Regions from separate parts of the Mus musculus genome. Here all the other regions are linked to region 5. A link is a contact called in public HiCAR-type and promoter capture Hi-C data. All regions are on one chromosome and are shown on one strand. Each heading gives the region's core, a stretch centred on a gene start, on an enhancer-like site or on the middle of the called end of the contact. The rest is flanking DNA. Distances are from core to core; before and after follow the strand shown.

What was found. Promoter capture Hi-C pulls out the DNA fragments that hold promoters and counts their contacts. HiCAR-type assays count read pairs that join an accessible place to other places. Capture Hi-C pulls out chosen DNA fragments and counts their contacts.
Region 1: a contact with region 5 is called in a HiCAR-type map of astrocytes, with 10 times the contacts expected there. The contact joins the promoter of Ccne1 here to the promoter of Dpy19l3 in region 5. A contact is called at or near these places in 8 of 39 promoter capture datasets (the 3T3-L1 cell line, the C10 cell line, cranial neural crest and 3 more), 1 of 15 datasets of contacts at CTCF or cohesin (large pre-B cells), 2 of 115 datasets of contacts at active chromatin or transcription factors (astrocytes and large pre-B cells) and 1 of 9 other capture datasets (adipose tissue).
Region 2: a promoter capture Hi-C map of hippocampal neurons shows a contact between it and region 5, with 9 times the contacts expected there. The contact joins the promoter of Zfp536 here to the promoter of Dpy19l3 in region 5. A contact is called at or near these places in 2 of 39 promoter capture datasets (embryonic stem cells and hippocampal neurons) and 1 of 115 datasets of contacts at active chromatin or transcription factors (embryonic stem cells).
Region 3: a contact with region 5 is called in a promoter capture Hi-C map of adipose tissue, with 3 times the contacts expected there. The contact joins the promoter of Pop4 here to the promoter of Dpy19l3 in region 5. A contact is called at or near these places in 2 of 39 promoter capture datasets (the C10 cell line and liver) and 1 of 9 other capture datasets (adipose tissue).
Region 4: a contact with region 5 is called in a HiCAR-type map of astrocytes, with 6 times the contacts expected there. The contact joins the promoter of D530033B14Rik here to the promoter of Dpy19l3 in region 5. A contact is called at or near these places in 5 of 39 promoter capture datasets (cranial neural crest, hippocampal neurons, liver and 1 more), 2 of 115 datasets of contacts at active chromatin or transcription factors (astrocytes and large pre-B cells) and 2 of 9 other capture datasets (adipose tissue and liver).

What each region holds. Positions count from the first base shown.
Region 1 is chr7:38,106,142-38,108,841 of GRCm38.p6, reverse strand. It overlaps Ccne1 (cyclin E1), which reads left to right and starts at 1,352. Exons shown (of 12, transcript NM_007633.2): 1 at 1,352-1,520; 2 at 2,013-2,055; 3 at 2,159-2,246; 4 at 2,495-2,563. The coding sequence starts at 2,042.
Region 2 is chr7:37,768,332-37,771,031 of GRCm38.p6, reverse strand. It overlaps Zfp536 (zinc finger protein 536), which reads left to right and starts at 1,280. Exons shown (of 6, transcript NM_172385.2): 1 at 1,280-1,436.
Region 3 is chr7:38,270,013-38,272,712 of GRCm38.p6, reverse strand. Pop4 (processing of precursor 4, ribonuclease P/MRP family, (S. cerevisiae)) reads left to right here and starts at 1,365. Exons shown (of 7, transcript NM_025390.4): 1 at 1,365-1,566. The coding sequence starts at 1,560.
Region 4 is chr7:38,182,351-38,185,050 of GRCm38.p6, reverse strand. D530033B14Rik (RIKEN cDNA D530033B14 gene) reads left to right here and starts at 1,269. Exons shown (of 1, transcript NR_165180.1): 1 at 1,269-2,479. 1600014C10Rik (RIKEN cDNA 1600014C10 gene) reads right to left here and starts at 1,264. Exons shown (of 4, transcript NM_028166.3): 1 at 1,152-1,264.
Region 5 is chr7:35,753,148-35,755,847 of GRCm38.p6, reverse strand. Dpy19l3 (dpy-19-like 3 (C. elegans)) reads left to right here and starts at 1,394. Exons shown (of 19, transcript NM_178704.3): 1 at 1,394-1,593.

The sequences.
Region 1 (2,700 bases), core at 103-2,602, 2.4 Mb before region 5:
CAGTAGCCTGTATGTTCCACAGACCTGGGTCAGTGTGGGTTTCTTTTCTCTCTTTCTTTCTTTCTTTCTTTCTTTCTTTCTTTCTTTCTTTCTTTCTTTCTTTCTTTCTTTCTTTCTTTCTTTCTTTCTTTCTATATCATTTACTAACATAAGGGAAGTGACCCTTTTGGTCCAAGATACAGAAGGGGCAACGGGATAAGAAAACAGAGTGAACAAGAGATTGGAAGAAACAAGTGCTTTGCCATAGTTTAACACTGGAGGGGACGTCCTGGGGAAAGGTACGCCGGAGAGGAAGTGGTTACCAAAGACCTTCAAGTTTTCCGGAAGCACAAACAGCTGGAATGGGTCAGAAGAGAGTAAAGCAAGCTCTGAGGCTCTGGGGTGCGAAAGGGCACCGGATGCTGGATCCAGCAGCTCGGGCGGAGGGCTGAAGGTCAGGTCTGGGGTGGGTGAGGGTCACTTCACGTTTGTGAGGCATGTGCATACTCTGAGGTTGATGAAAACACTTGGAGTAAAATTATAGGCTGGAGACTGCCTCACCTCATGGGGACCTAAGGGTCAGAGAGGCTTTCTGCAAACGGGTTGGGCCCATGTGTGCTAGAGGCACAGAAATGTGCTTGGGTAGCCTAATGAATGAATGAATGGGTGGATGAATGGACCAGAAACACTGACAGGTTAAAGGACCTGCTGCTGGTCCACAGGAGACCTAACAGCAGCAGCCTGAATGCTGGTTCCGGTCCCAGGAGCCACAAGCTGTTGTGACCTTGGGGACACCCACGCGCCGGACTCGGCCCGGAACTCTGCGTCTCAGGGGCGGGGAGGACGAGTCAGGAGGGACAGTGCGCGCGCGCGGGAGACCGGCGGATGACGGGTTCTTAACTCCGGGCCCTCCCGTGCCTCACTCCAGTCAAGCCCGGCCGCCGATCATTGCGATCTGCCCTGCTGACATTCCACTTGGGCGGCCCATGCCGCTCCTCCCGGCCCCGCACGCTCAGAATCCTTCAGGCGCTCGCGCCAAGATTCTCCCGCGTCAGCGAGCCCGCCCCGCAGCCGCGCGCGCCAGACGACTCTCCCGCGTCCCGCCCCGCGCAGGCCCCGCCTACCACGTCCGCACCCCGCCCCCGGCGCGCAGGCCCTGACATCTAGCCCCACCCCTTTAGTGCATGCCACGCCCGTAAAAGAACACGCCCCCCGGGAGGCCACGCCCCCACCAGAGCTCCTCGCTGGTCCGCGCGGCGACGGGGCGGGCCCCGGGCCTGCGGCGGCCGCTGAGGGGCTCGCAGCCCTCGGGGCGGGGCGCGAGGGCGGGACGGGGCCGGTGCCGCGCGCTGGGATTTTTAAATGTCCCGCTCGAAGCCGGGCGCAGGAGCAGCCGGCTCGACAGCCAGCGCGGTGTAGGGGGCAGGCGCGGATCCCGCCAGCGCCGCGCGCTCGGCCGCCGCCTCCCGCCTCCTGCTTCCCGCTCGCCGTCGGCCTCCTGCCCGCTCGAGCGCGCCTGCCTGCGGCGGACACAGCTTCGGGTACGGGCTGCCTGGACTCCCGGGACTCCCGGGACTCCCACGACTCCCAGGCGTCCGGACCGGGTCCGACCAGACCGGACCGGGCCCGGGTGGGGGTGGGGCGAGGCCGGGTCACCCGGTCCCCTGAGGTATCAGCTCGGGGTGCCCCGGCCGGGGTGGCTGTGAGAGACGGGTCAGGGGTAGGTGTAGAAAGGGACACTGAGGCAGCCCCGGCCCCGAGGACGGTGATGGAGCGGGGGGTCCTCTTGAAGGGCGGCTGGGCCTCCATCCCCAACCTCAGGTTCGGACCCAGGGTCGCAGGCTGCTGGCGGCGCCTGCGGGTGACAAGCCACCCGGGCCCATCGGCCATTTTCCCGGCCGGCCTCCGGGCCCAGGAGGCTCCCGCCGCCGCCGCCCGCGCGGGAGGGGGGAGGGGTGCCCGGGACGAACTGGAAGACTCAGGTCCCCTCTGCGGGCCGTGCTCACCACGATGCTTGCTTGTTGTCCTCCCAGGTCTGAGTTCCAAGCCCAAGTCCTGAGCCATGCCAAGGGAGAGGTGAGTGGCCTCCCTGCTGCGGGAGGGTAAGGGTGAGTAGCGGTGGGGGAGGGGCGGCCTGAGTTTTTGGGGAGCAGCACCCCATGACACCATGCCCTTGCAGAGACTCGACGGACCACAGCAACATGAAAGAAGAAGGTGGCTCCGACCTTTCAGTCCGCTCCAGAAAAAGGAAGGCAAATGTGGCCGTGGTGAGTACAAAGGATACAGGTTGGGAAGGGGACAGCCCACCCCCCCTTCCATCTTACCTGGGTACCAAATTTGGTTCTTCTTACCTACTAGTGAAAAGAATTAGTTGAGAGAGAGGTTTCCTTTAGTTGAATGTCGTTCATGACCTAACAAACATTTCCCCCTTTTTCTCTTGTGTTTTTTGTCTTTGGGTCGCACCATGTGGACCCATGGTGGACCGGGATTTTTTTTTTTTTTTTTTTTTTTTTAGTTTTTGCAAGACCCAGATGAAGAAATTGCCAAGATTGACAAGACTGTGAAAAGCGAGGATAGCAGTCAGGTAGGTCTGCTGCCTACAGGGTATTCTGCCTCCTGGGTTCCAGGTTTTCTTTCTTCCAACTTTCCCAAAACAGAGCTGCAGGCCACATGGCTGAACCTCTGAAGCTTGTCAATGTGGCCTGGTCTCAGTTGGGCCTG
Region 2 (2,700 bases), core at 31-2,530, 2.0 Mb before region 5:
CGCAAGGTTTCTCTAGGGACAGGTGGAAAGTTAAGTGGCCCCCATTTTTCACTCCCGGTTTGTGAGTCCTTCCTGTTTGTCCGCCTCTTGGTGAGCGCACACTCAAGTCCCCGAGTTCTTTCCTGGAAGGATGCAAGCCTGGAAGGCTGGGGTCGGTGCGGGCAGAAGCCAGGGGCTGGGGCCTGGGAGGAGCAGGGCGGGGTCCCGGCCTGGCGCGCGGGTGGCAGCGGTGGCCGGGTTTTGTTTGCAGGATATTGTTTTGTCTAACGGGTGCCTCGCAGGAGACGTGATTCGTCAGCCGCCTTAGTTTTCACTTGAGCGGAAAATAACGGCGGCTACGTGCGGTCCCTGCCTGCGGGGCTCGAGCGCGCTGTGCGTGTGCATCCTCTGAGGTGCGCGCGGGTGGGCGGCCCGGGGCACCGGCTTTAGGACTAGCGGGCTAGCAGGGTGAGTGCGCGCCGAGCTGGCCTTGGGTTCCTCCTGCGCTTCTCTGGGCAGTCGCCGCCGCCGCTCTGCAGTTTAGCAGAAATCCGACAGGGGCCGCGTTTGCTGAGCGCATCCGGCCGGCTGCAGCCGGAGCGGGGCCGTGGGGCCAGGCCTCTCGGTGTAGACGTTGGGAGGGGGCCGGTGGGTAGTGGTGGGGGCAGTAGACTGGGAGGGGCGCGGGAAATGATCTTGGCCGGAGCGAGCACAGCTCCCCTGTCCCTGCTGTCCCCTCGTGTCCACCGCGAGTTGGGCATCCCCGCGCGCCGGGGCCTTGGCTTTTCCCCCACGGTCCCTAGGTCTCCAGGCAGGGCTTAGGTGAACTTGGGGTGGGGTGTGCTTGCTCATATGTGTGCGTGCGTGTGTACGTGTGTGTAGAAAGGGAGCTTAGCGTGGAGACCCTGGTTTTCTTTCTCAGTTTTTAACAACTGGATTTTGACTTTGAGACCAGCTTCGCTCACTGCTTGGGCTGGGAGGGGGGCGATCTTTCCCCATCACTCACATCTTTGTTCATTGTTCACTGAGTGCAAAGCAGGCGACTTAAAGAGAGGAAAAAGGAGGGAGAGAAAGAGAGAGGCAGAAGAGGGGGAAGAAGAGAGAAAGAAGAGGGGCGTGGGGGGCACATCAGTGTCCCCTCCTGGGTCGTGTTGGAGGGTGAAATAGTAAACCCACGCACGGAGGGTCGCCAGGAAAGTGGACATTACCGCTTTAATTAACTTCGAGATGCTCCGGCGGCGGGACCTGGCGTAGCCGTGACGCGCCCCCATAAATCTGCCGGGCCGGGGCTGCTCCAAGAACTCATACAGTAGCAGCGTCAGATTCAACGCGCGCCTCCCCCGGCCGGAGTCCATTTGCATAATTGGATTTTTTTTTTTGCCTCCTTCCTCCCTGAAACTTATTTGAAAACCCAAGTGAAAACCGCGACGACCTGCACACTCAAAAGCAAGTGCCAAGTAAGTGCCCTGCGGTGCCCTCCGCGCGCCCCGAGGTGAGGGCGCAGTGCTGGGGGCGAGTGCCCGGCCGGCTCGGGGAGAGTGTGCAGCGGGCGGGAGAATTGCATCTGCTGGGCTGGATGTTCGAGGAACTTTTTGTTTTGTTTTGTTTTTTTGCTGTTTTTTTTTTTTTTTTTAAACACAACTCCCAACCCTGTCTCTCCACTTTTCCGGCGAGGTGAGGTGACTGGGCCACGCGCATAGTTGAGGCGAGCCTGAAGAGGAGATCTTGGGGACACAGTTGAGAGTTGAGCATAGGGGTTCTTTGGGAGGGTGACGGGTCTCTGTCGCCGCCGCCACCGCCACCGTCGCTGCCGCGGCTTGGAGAGCTGAGCTGCGAGTGAGCGGGGTTGGTTGCCTGTCGCGCCGCGCCGCTGATGCAGTTTGTCGCCAAATGCCTCCCCCATTATTCTAAGGTTTGTGTCTCAGGGTGTGCGTGCGCTCGCGTGTGCGCCCCTGTGTTTTGCTGGGCTTTAAAAGGAAGAAAAGCAACCAAAACAAGAGTAGGAAGGCTTCCTTTCCAGTCTGCCTTCCCCTTCAGCGTCCTCTGTTTCTATTGCTTGAAAAAAATGGAGTGAGAGCTGTTTTGCCTAAGAGAGGGTCACCACCAACAGATTGACAATTCGGTTGGAAATGCTATCAATTCTACAGCAGAGATGTAGCTGCGGGCATGGCATGCCGGCTCCACCCTGGTCAGGGAAATGGCTTCACAATTTCAAATTGTTGAAAAAAATGCATACTATGTTATTATTAGTAGTATTATTTGCAGTGAGCAGGATGGAGGGGGAAAGTAGATTGCGTTGGAGAAGACTCCAGCTGTCTTTCCCATTTCTGGGCCTGCCTGGGAACTTGGCTGTGGGCAAGGCCCACCACCCTGCATGGCAGGGGCCTGAGACTCAGCTTCCAGCTCTGGGAGTTGCGGGGGGGGGGCACCTCCCCCCATAGCCCTTTGGCCTCTACTCTAAGAGAGCCTAGGGCTTTGGCTGAAGGCTGCTTTAGCTATGATGTCATCCTGATAGCGGTGCAAATGTCTCTTGATCTCACCATTACCCGCCTGGCTGAGTTGTTGGTAATGATAGCACTCTGCCCAGCTCCCCGACAATCAGGACACGGCGCCCTAGGAATTAGCATCCCCCACCCCAACCTGACCAACAAAGAGTCAGCTTCTGAAAGCATGGCCACTGAGCCCAGGTTTTGCATTGGAGGGCCTAACATAGACACTTAA
Region 3 (2,700 bases), core at 116-2,615, 2.5 Mb before region 5:
TTGTCTTTTATCATAATGACAGACACTAATGTTCCAAGTCTGAAGAATGCCTTCTAGACTGGATATAATAAGATAGACTATAAATTCCAATGCTCCAGAAGGCCAGGCAGGAATGTTGCACTTTCAAGCTCAGCCTAGACCACAAAGCAAGTGTCTGGGACACTGTCTTCAGTGAAAAAGAATCAATTTTTTAAAAGAGCAAACATTTTGAGACCAATGGGGTAAGATGCAATGAGCACAGGAAAGAAAGGAAGGGAGGGAGGGAGGGAGGGAGGGAGGGAGGGAGGGAGAGAGAGAGAGAGAGAGAGAGAGAGAGAGAGAGAGAGAGAGAGAGAGAGAGAGAGAGAAGAAAGAGAAGAAAGAAAGAAAGAAAGAAAGAAAGAAAGAAAGAAAGAAAGAAAGAAAGAAAGAGAGAGAGAAGAAGAAGAAGATAGGTGCCTTTTAGACATGTAAAACGTTTAACTAAGGAACCCCATGTAAAACGTTTAATTAAGGAACCCCAGTACACCCAAGGCAGCACCTGATAACCAGAACCCAGTTACATCACTCAAGACAACTAGACACAGTCCTAGAACCCCATGACACCCAGTGGACAGTGTATTAGTGGGCACCAAGAGCAATGCTCTGCTCTGCACAACTGAAGAGAAGCCACCTTCATCTGCCCTGCGGCTGGAGAGTAATCTGACACTCCAATCAAAAACTTCTGTTGGAGACTGGACCTGACCTTCAGCTAAGATAAGTCACACAGGAGGGTAGCCTTGGGGAGATAGGCTTAGGTAGTTAGGAATTTAGGGGGTGAACCTATGAAATGACCGTTTGCATAATAAAATGTAACTTTTGTTATACTAGCTACACTAACTACACGTCTCTACCTTCTTGCATCCGATAGCAAATAAACCTACTCTTTTTCTTTACTAATAGGAAAAAGACCTTTGAACGAGGTCATAAAAGTATTTAGTAGCAGAAACAGGACTAAATACCCCCGGCCACCAGTACAAAATATGACTAGTATTCTCGGGAGTAAATTCTAGATTACCCAGGGCAACACTGTAAGCCTCTTGCTTAAAAAAAAAAAAAAAGGAATCCCACAGTCGTTACCGCCGATATCCCCGGCCAACTTGTGCCCTCCCTCGTCCCCAATCTCCCTCGCGTCCTCTCTATGGCAGCTTGCTCTCGCTACATTTCATTAATCCTGACCCCCCAACACGACTACTCCAGTTACAGACACTTGCATACTGAACACCACAGCAGACCCGCAAAATCCGCTCCTCTCTCAACCACAGAGCCTGTGCCAGTGACGGACGCACACAGATGCCGTCGCGTCAATGACGTCAGAGAGGCGCCCGATCCGAAATCTGGTCGCCATCCCCTGACGCAGGGTGGAGCAAGTCCGTGCACTTTGTTAATTGTCTCTTGGGCTTATCGGATTTTTCCAGTGGAATTTTAAACAAAAAAGCAGCGTCCCGGCGGGAGAAAGCCGCTGAACAAAGCGAAGAAAGGAAAGGAATGAGTGAGGCCTGAAGGAGACATCGCCAGAGAGCTCCGGAAGCTGGCCGACAATGAAGGGTAAGTGGGATGAGGGACGCGGAGCGGGGCCGGGGTGGGAATATAGAACCTCGGAACTAGAAGTTGGCTTGGGAAATGAATCAGGGATACCTGTCTCAACAGAGTCCTAAGGCAACTTCCAGGGAATTACCTTAGTACACAAAAGAAATGGAGGCCCGGAGTCTGAATCCGCCGTCTCAGTCTCTTAGCTAGGAATAAATGTCAGGATCGAGTTTGTGTGCTCTCCTCAGGGGCCTCTCGGGGGAACTAGAAGAGATGGGTCCAAGTTCTTGACCGGACCTAGCTACTACCTTCCCGTATAACTTCTGTCAAGGACCTGCACCCCTCTGCCACCTGGTTTTCACCCTTGCCCCTGTAAAAAGCTGCTGAGGGGCAGTATCGTACACCTAAGGCTTTGGAATTTGAGCCGAAAAGAGCTGTGCCCAGAAGGGCAGCCAAGCACTGGGGCAGTACTAGAGGAGAGAGGTAAAGATATTGCCTCTGATTTGGTGATTCATGCCCTTTTTGTCTGAGAACAAGTTTCTTAGCGTGTCTCAGCTACCACTTTATTATGTGCATAACAAAGAAGAGCTACTGTTAAAAATTGCTTAGAAAGATTAATGACATTAAGATAATATATATGCACACTCACTCAACCAACCGCTTGACAAGCTGTGAGTGTCCCACACCTACTGCATGTTGCAGAAAGACTTTCAACTTTGATGCGAGGCATCTGGGGTAAATAAAACAAAGTTCTTCCTGGGATTCCAGCCCCTGCATGTTTATCACAATAAAGTTCAATCTTGATCCATTGTTCAAGAGAGAGCTAGATTCTGTATATAAAACTTGTGGTACCTTGGTTTGTTTGCTTGGGTCAAGCATATACTCAGGGAGACAGAGATGGATTGTTTGTTTGTTTGTTTGTTTCTTATTGTTGCTGTTGGGATAAAGTCAGCTATGTACTCCTGACTAGCCTGGAGCTCACCGTGTGAACCAGCTCGGCCTCTACCTCTCAAGTAATGGGATGGATCAACCATGTGTGCCGCCACACCCAGCTCAGAAGTGCAGTGTATAGGGTGTAGTGTGAACTGCACTTTCTGGTCATGGGCCCTTCCTTTTCCCATTTACTCCTGTAGTCTCTGCCCCAGTGCCACC
Region 4 (2,700 bases), core at 20-2,519, 2.4 Mb before region 5:
TCAATAATGCTGTCCTCAAAACAGGTCCTGTTCACCGGAAGTCCATCTGCCAGCCATAGGGAAGACAAAAGCTAACTGGGAGCCCTGATGTCCTATAGTCACCCAGACTGGAGGGAAGATGACAGCAGGGCTCCCATACACAGAGGAGGTGAAAAACTCAAACCTTTGGACAGCAGCCTGACCTGAGTCCAATCAAGTTGTGAGGAACAGAGGAGGAGGCCTCAGAGTAACAGGGGGCTCCATGTTCTTTATAGCAATCTTAGACGAAGCTGGGATTCAAATCCCCAGAGTAGAGGGAGGAAATGTGTCAGGGGTAGGGGGTGGGTAAGGGGAGGCTGCAGGGAGAAACAAACAGAAACTGAGTGGAAAACAGGTCTTTGGCCAAATAGCAATATTTGCTCCCCTGTCTGGAATTCCCCAGTTGTACTCTGTCCTCTGTGAAGTTCATCACCCTGTTCTTCCAGCCTACTAAGTTGTTTACTTACTTGATTGTTGGTATTTAAAAATAAGAAGATATCGAGGGTGTGCTGGCTCCCTCCCATAACCCCAGCATGGGGGAGGCTATGGTAGGACTCCCAGATCAAGACCAGTGAAGGTTACATAGTGAGACCCAGTCTCAAACTAACAGCAATAATACAATCTTACATATATCTTAGATCTTCCTAATTTCTCTTGAAAGATCAGAAGTGGTCAGTGGTAGGTTCGCTACATAGCTCGCAGAGTTAACTGACACCCATCACTCAGCAGCACCGTGCCCTCTGCACCCGGCCATGCATGCACCTTATCTACTTAGTCATAGAAGAACGTTTTTCAACAACAGCTCCAATTAATCTGGCCCTTTGATCCCCTGACATTCATTCCTGGCCATCCCTAAGCTAGAGCCCAGATTTCCTCCCTCTCTGGGCCAAGCACAGCAGTCCGCTAGGCAGAAGGCATAAACTGTGGGAAGACACCGCACCGCGCACGCGCACTCCCAAGCATCCAGGTTGCGGCTGGAAGCGCACGGAGCTGCTGACTACTCCAACCTCGGCGCTGCAGCTTAGGCCTTCAGTGTCTCAGGTCCTTTGCATTGAGATGAACAGCTCTAGCACTGGGCCTGACACCGTAGGGTCCCCGACCGGCTTCGCAGACCCCGGCTTCCCCGCGCGCACCTTTACCGAGCTGGAGTCTGGGACCGCCAAGGCACTGAGGCCGGCTCTGCTCTGCCAGCTCCAGAGAGGCGTTCACAGGCCACCGCCACCCTGGCTCCGCCCTCCCACCTTCCGGCTCCGCCGGCCTTCCGGGTCGCCGAGCTCTGGGTCCCCATGAGTCTGGGTCCTCAAGATGGGACAGGCCTGGGGAAAGATCTTGATGGCGGGGCGAGGCGTCCCTTCCGCGCCCCAGCGTCTGATTGACTGACACCAAGACCCAGGCTAGGAAGCTCTGTGCCTGCGGAAATGGGGAGCATCTGGGAGGGGACTCTGTGTCGCGAGGACCCGCTGCCCCCACTTCCTCTCCGCCTGGCCACCCCACTCAGTGCCCAACCTCACGTTTAGGATCTGGGACGGTTCCTGGAAGGTTCTCCTCGATCGCCCTTTGCGCTGGCTGGGTCTGTGACTTGCCGGACCCTTTCTCCCACAGGGTCCTGGACCTGGGAGATGATAGAGGGGCTTGGCTGTCAGGAGCGACTGCTGGTTAATTAACGCTGGGGCCTGCGTGGGACGCGCAGGGGCTGGTATAGCTTTCAGACCTCCTAAGACCAGAACAGAGCCCACTCCACTTGCAGGGCAAAGGGAGCCACTCAGAAAGAGAGCAGAGTAACAGAAAAATCCAGAGAGGCCTAGGGAGCAGTCCCCGCCCCCTGGTCCCAAGGACTCTAGGGCTGGCCTGAAAATATGCCAAATCTGGTATCTCTCCCAATACTGAACTTTAACCCTGAGCAAAGTCTTGAGTACGCACGGTTGTCAGTGACAAACTAGATACAGAGGGACTGGGCTAGCCAATGCCACCCAAATAGAGAGTGTGGCGAGCGAACTCCAGTCTAGGTCCAAGTGGCCCCTAGCGCGATCTGCCAGGTGGGGGTGGAGAGCTGCTGCGGGCATACAGATGATCTGTGCAGGGCCATATTATTTCTTCTTTTCTGTCTTCTTAGAAGGCCTCGAACCCCTTTTAACATCAAGATTCTCCTGGCTGGAGTGGAAAAGTCTGTGCGTTTTCGAGTAGGAGCTTTTGCCCGAGTTTGGGTGACTTTCAAGAGCCAAAGTTAACTGAGGCTAAGAATAGATTAGCTCCTTGCTCTCTGTGGAGCTATGAGGTGAGGCGCTTCAATGTCCCCCGCGGGCAGCGCCCTCTGGTGGCAAGGTCGAGAACCGGACTCGCTTGTTTTCTCCTTTGCCTAAATATCAGAAGTATGTAGCAATGATGGGAACAGGAAAGTTCAGTGGAGAATAGAGACTAGGCTATAAGACATCCACACCGACGATGAATAAAGCCCTAAAATTATCACCCTGACACCTAGAAGTGTTCCTAGACAGCCAGTAGCGGCTGAGGCCGTCTGTGAAAGAGGTGCACAGTAGGTGTGTGTACATCCACAATCCTGTTACTCAGATAGAGCTCCTTCTGAGGCAGAAAGCTCAACAATTTGAGGCTAGCTACCAGGTGCAGGGGTGTACACCTTTAATCGAAGCACTTGGGAGACAGAAACAAACAAATCTCATGAGT
Region 5 (2,700 bases), core at 145-2,644:
GAAACTCCAATCTGGGGGGGAAAGGAATGAGGCCCAAAGGTCAAGTACACTCGGGCCTTAAAGCAGACCCTGTTTAACATAAGATCCATGAGAGGAACTCATCATTTCTGTTAGCAAACTTTACAGCAAGTATTCTGTGCTGGGATCCTTGCCTGCAGCTGGCGAGGGTTCATCTAGATCTGCAGTGGAATGGGGGAAATTCCTTCTCCTTCCTCCATAATTTCCCTTGCCTTTCTATCGTGCTTCACTACAACTCATCGTCTTGCTGCATGCTTGTGACAAGCCAGTACTCTATGTCTCTGCATATGGCCCAGGCAAGAGTTGGACTTGTCATCCTCCTGCGGCAGCCTCCTTCCTCAGCAGGACTACAGGAGCGCCATCTAAGACCTTAAATCTCAGACTTTACTCTTAGTGCGCACCCACTTTCTATGAGAAGCACTACGACCCGACGTTCTTATGACAGTTCTTGCCTCGTGTTACAGACATGAAGCAGCAGCTGAATACTGTTCCCCTCAGGGACATGCGCCTCACACCAGTTACATGTTCCACAAATCACTTTAAGTAGGTGTGGGGTGAGGGGCTATCTAATAAAGCATTCTGAGCAGTGTGTTCTTGGTATTAACAGTCGACAACCAAAAGAGAAAAAGATCTATCAGGGACAGGTAGCTAAGAAAGGCAGGGTGTATGGAACAATTTTTGTTGGAATTAGATGACAGGCTGCCTTTTCGTAGGTACTGATCTCAGTGGGCCATCCACTACCAAAACTCAGTCTGGCGCACACCTTCCTTTAGTCACAGCACTCAGGAGGCAGAGGCAGACGTGAGGCCAAATTGGTCCACACGCAATTTCAGGCCAGCCAGAGCTAGAAAGTGAGACCCTGTCTCAAAGAGAGGGAAAAGATGCTGACAAGCAGTTTAAAGATAAGAGGAACATCTAGGACTCAATACTGAAGGTGCATGTTAAGGAGGAGAATTAACAACAAAGGCCAGAGCAGTACTACGGCGGCGGCGGGAGGATGGGTGTGGATGGGTTGGGGGTGTGGGGACTGAGAGGCATGTCTTTGGAGACCCAAAAGTGTCTGCGGATTTTATCACTAAACAACGTCGAAAGTGCATATAGCCGGACATTGGAGGCAGGAGGTAGAGCTGGGAAGGTCCCCCGAGACTGGGTAACCTTTCTTCGGGGCACCAGGGACTCCGAACACAGGAACAAGCCAAGCTTAAGACCTGCCTCGGAGCCTAACACCCCCAAAACAGCCCTCTGAGCGGAAGTGTACCTCTTCCTTCCGGTGTGCGCCGCACGAGACGGGGCGGGGCAGCGCGGGAGGCGGGGGCGGGGCCTTGCGTTGACGAACAGCTGCCGGGACCAATGAATGCAGCGGTAGCGGCCCGGCCTCCCCGGCGCGCCCCTTCCCCGGGCTGTAGACGCCCCCCAGGCCCATCCTTGCAGCGCGCCGCACAGAGCCGGGAACAGCTGGGTCCTCCTAGTCTTCACCTCGCTGTAGCCCGTGAAGTGGGCGCGTCCCTAAGGCCTGGGTGCTCGGGGTGCTTCTTTGCCAACCCGAGCCGCCCCTGAGGACTGCTGAGGCCGCAGGTCTGTGGCTGGGGGTCGGGCCGCGAGGGGACTGGACGCGCAGTGTCTACGGGACACGTGGGCGGGGCGTGGGAGGGAGCGTCTCAGAGCGGGAGCGAGTGTCGCGAGGTTCCCCGGGCCGGCTAGCACCTGGTCCTCGCGTGGGCTCGCCAGGTGCGCAGGGGAGTGGCTCCAGGTGCGGGGGAGTGGCGCGCGTCCTGGTCAGTAGTCCAGGAATTGCCTTAGGGTCTCTTTGCTAATGTCTGGCAGGGCTTTGAGTCCGGCTGGCCGGAGCAACTTTTTGTTTCCTAGTTGGGGAGGCTGTTGCCATGCAGACGGGAAATGTAATTAGCACCTGGCATGTTTGTTAACTTTCTGCTTTACCAGGCTCAGGGTAGATGTAAGGTGGGCCCCCTGTATAGCCCTAACCCGCCGAGGGCTAGCAGGGAGGGTATAACTCCTCAAGAGGGGACAGGATTCCAGCTGTGGCTGCAAGACTTTGAAAAGATTTCTTCTCTCCCCCCCCCCCCCCCGTTTCTTGTGCTTTTTGAGCACACTGCATTTGAGTCTGTGTTCAGTCTGAGCATTTTTGAATGAATGAATCTTAACAAAAGCATTGTGTGGTGTTGGCTTCCTCTGTTGTATTTAGCAAGAGCCTTTCCGTTAGATAAACATAGACTTTGGTAACTAGAGTGCAGGTTGGATTAGCTGCCGAAACAATCGCGTCTGGCTACTCCTCATCTTTAATAGATAATTAGTAAAACGCTATTCATTAGTCAGAGGAACCAGGCAAGATGTTCCCGGGGGACTGAAGCCAGCTTACTCACCACCACCACACCCCCGCCTCCCCCTCATAGCTTCCAAACTAGGTAACTGCTCCCGCAGCTACACCCACAGTTGCTCCCCAGAGAGAGCAGCCACCCTGACTGGCACAGCCCCGCACTGTCTTACTGTCTTTGACATCCAGGCATAAAGCTTAGCAGGGATTTTTTTTTTTTTTCAAAGAACACAGGTGCTAAAATTCAGGTATCAGAAACAGTGTTTCAGTTCTTCAAAATCTGGCTGTCACAAGTTTACTAGGAATCCCTCCCACGTGGTCAGTTCTGTGGGAATAAATCAGACCCACTA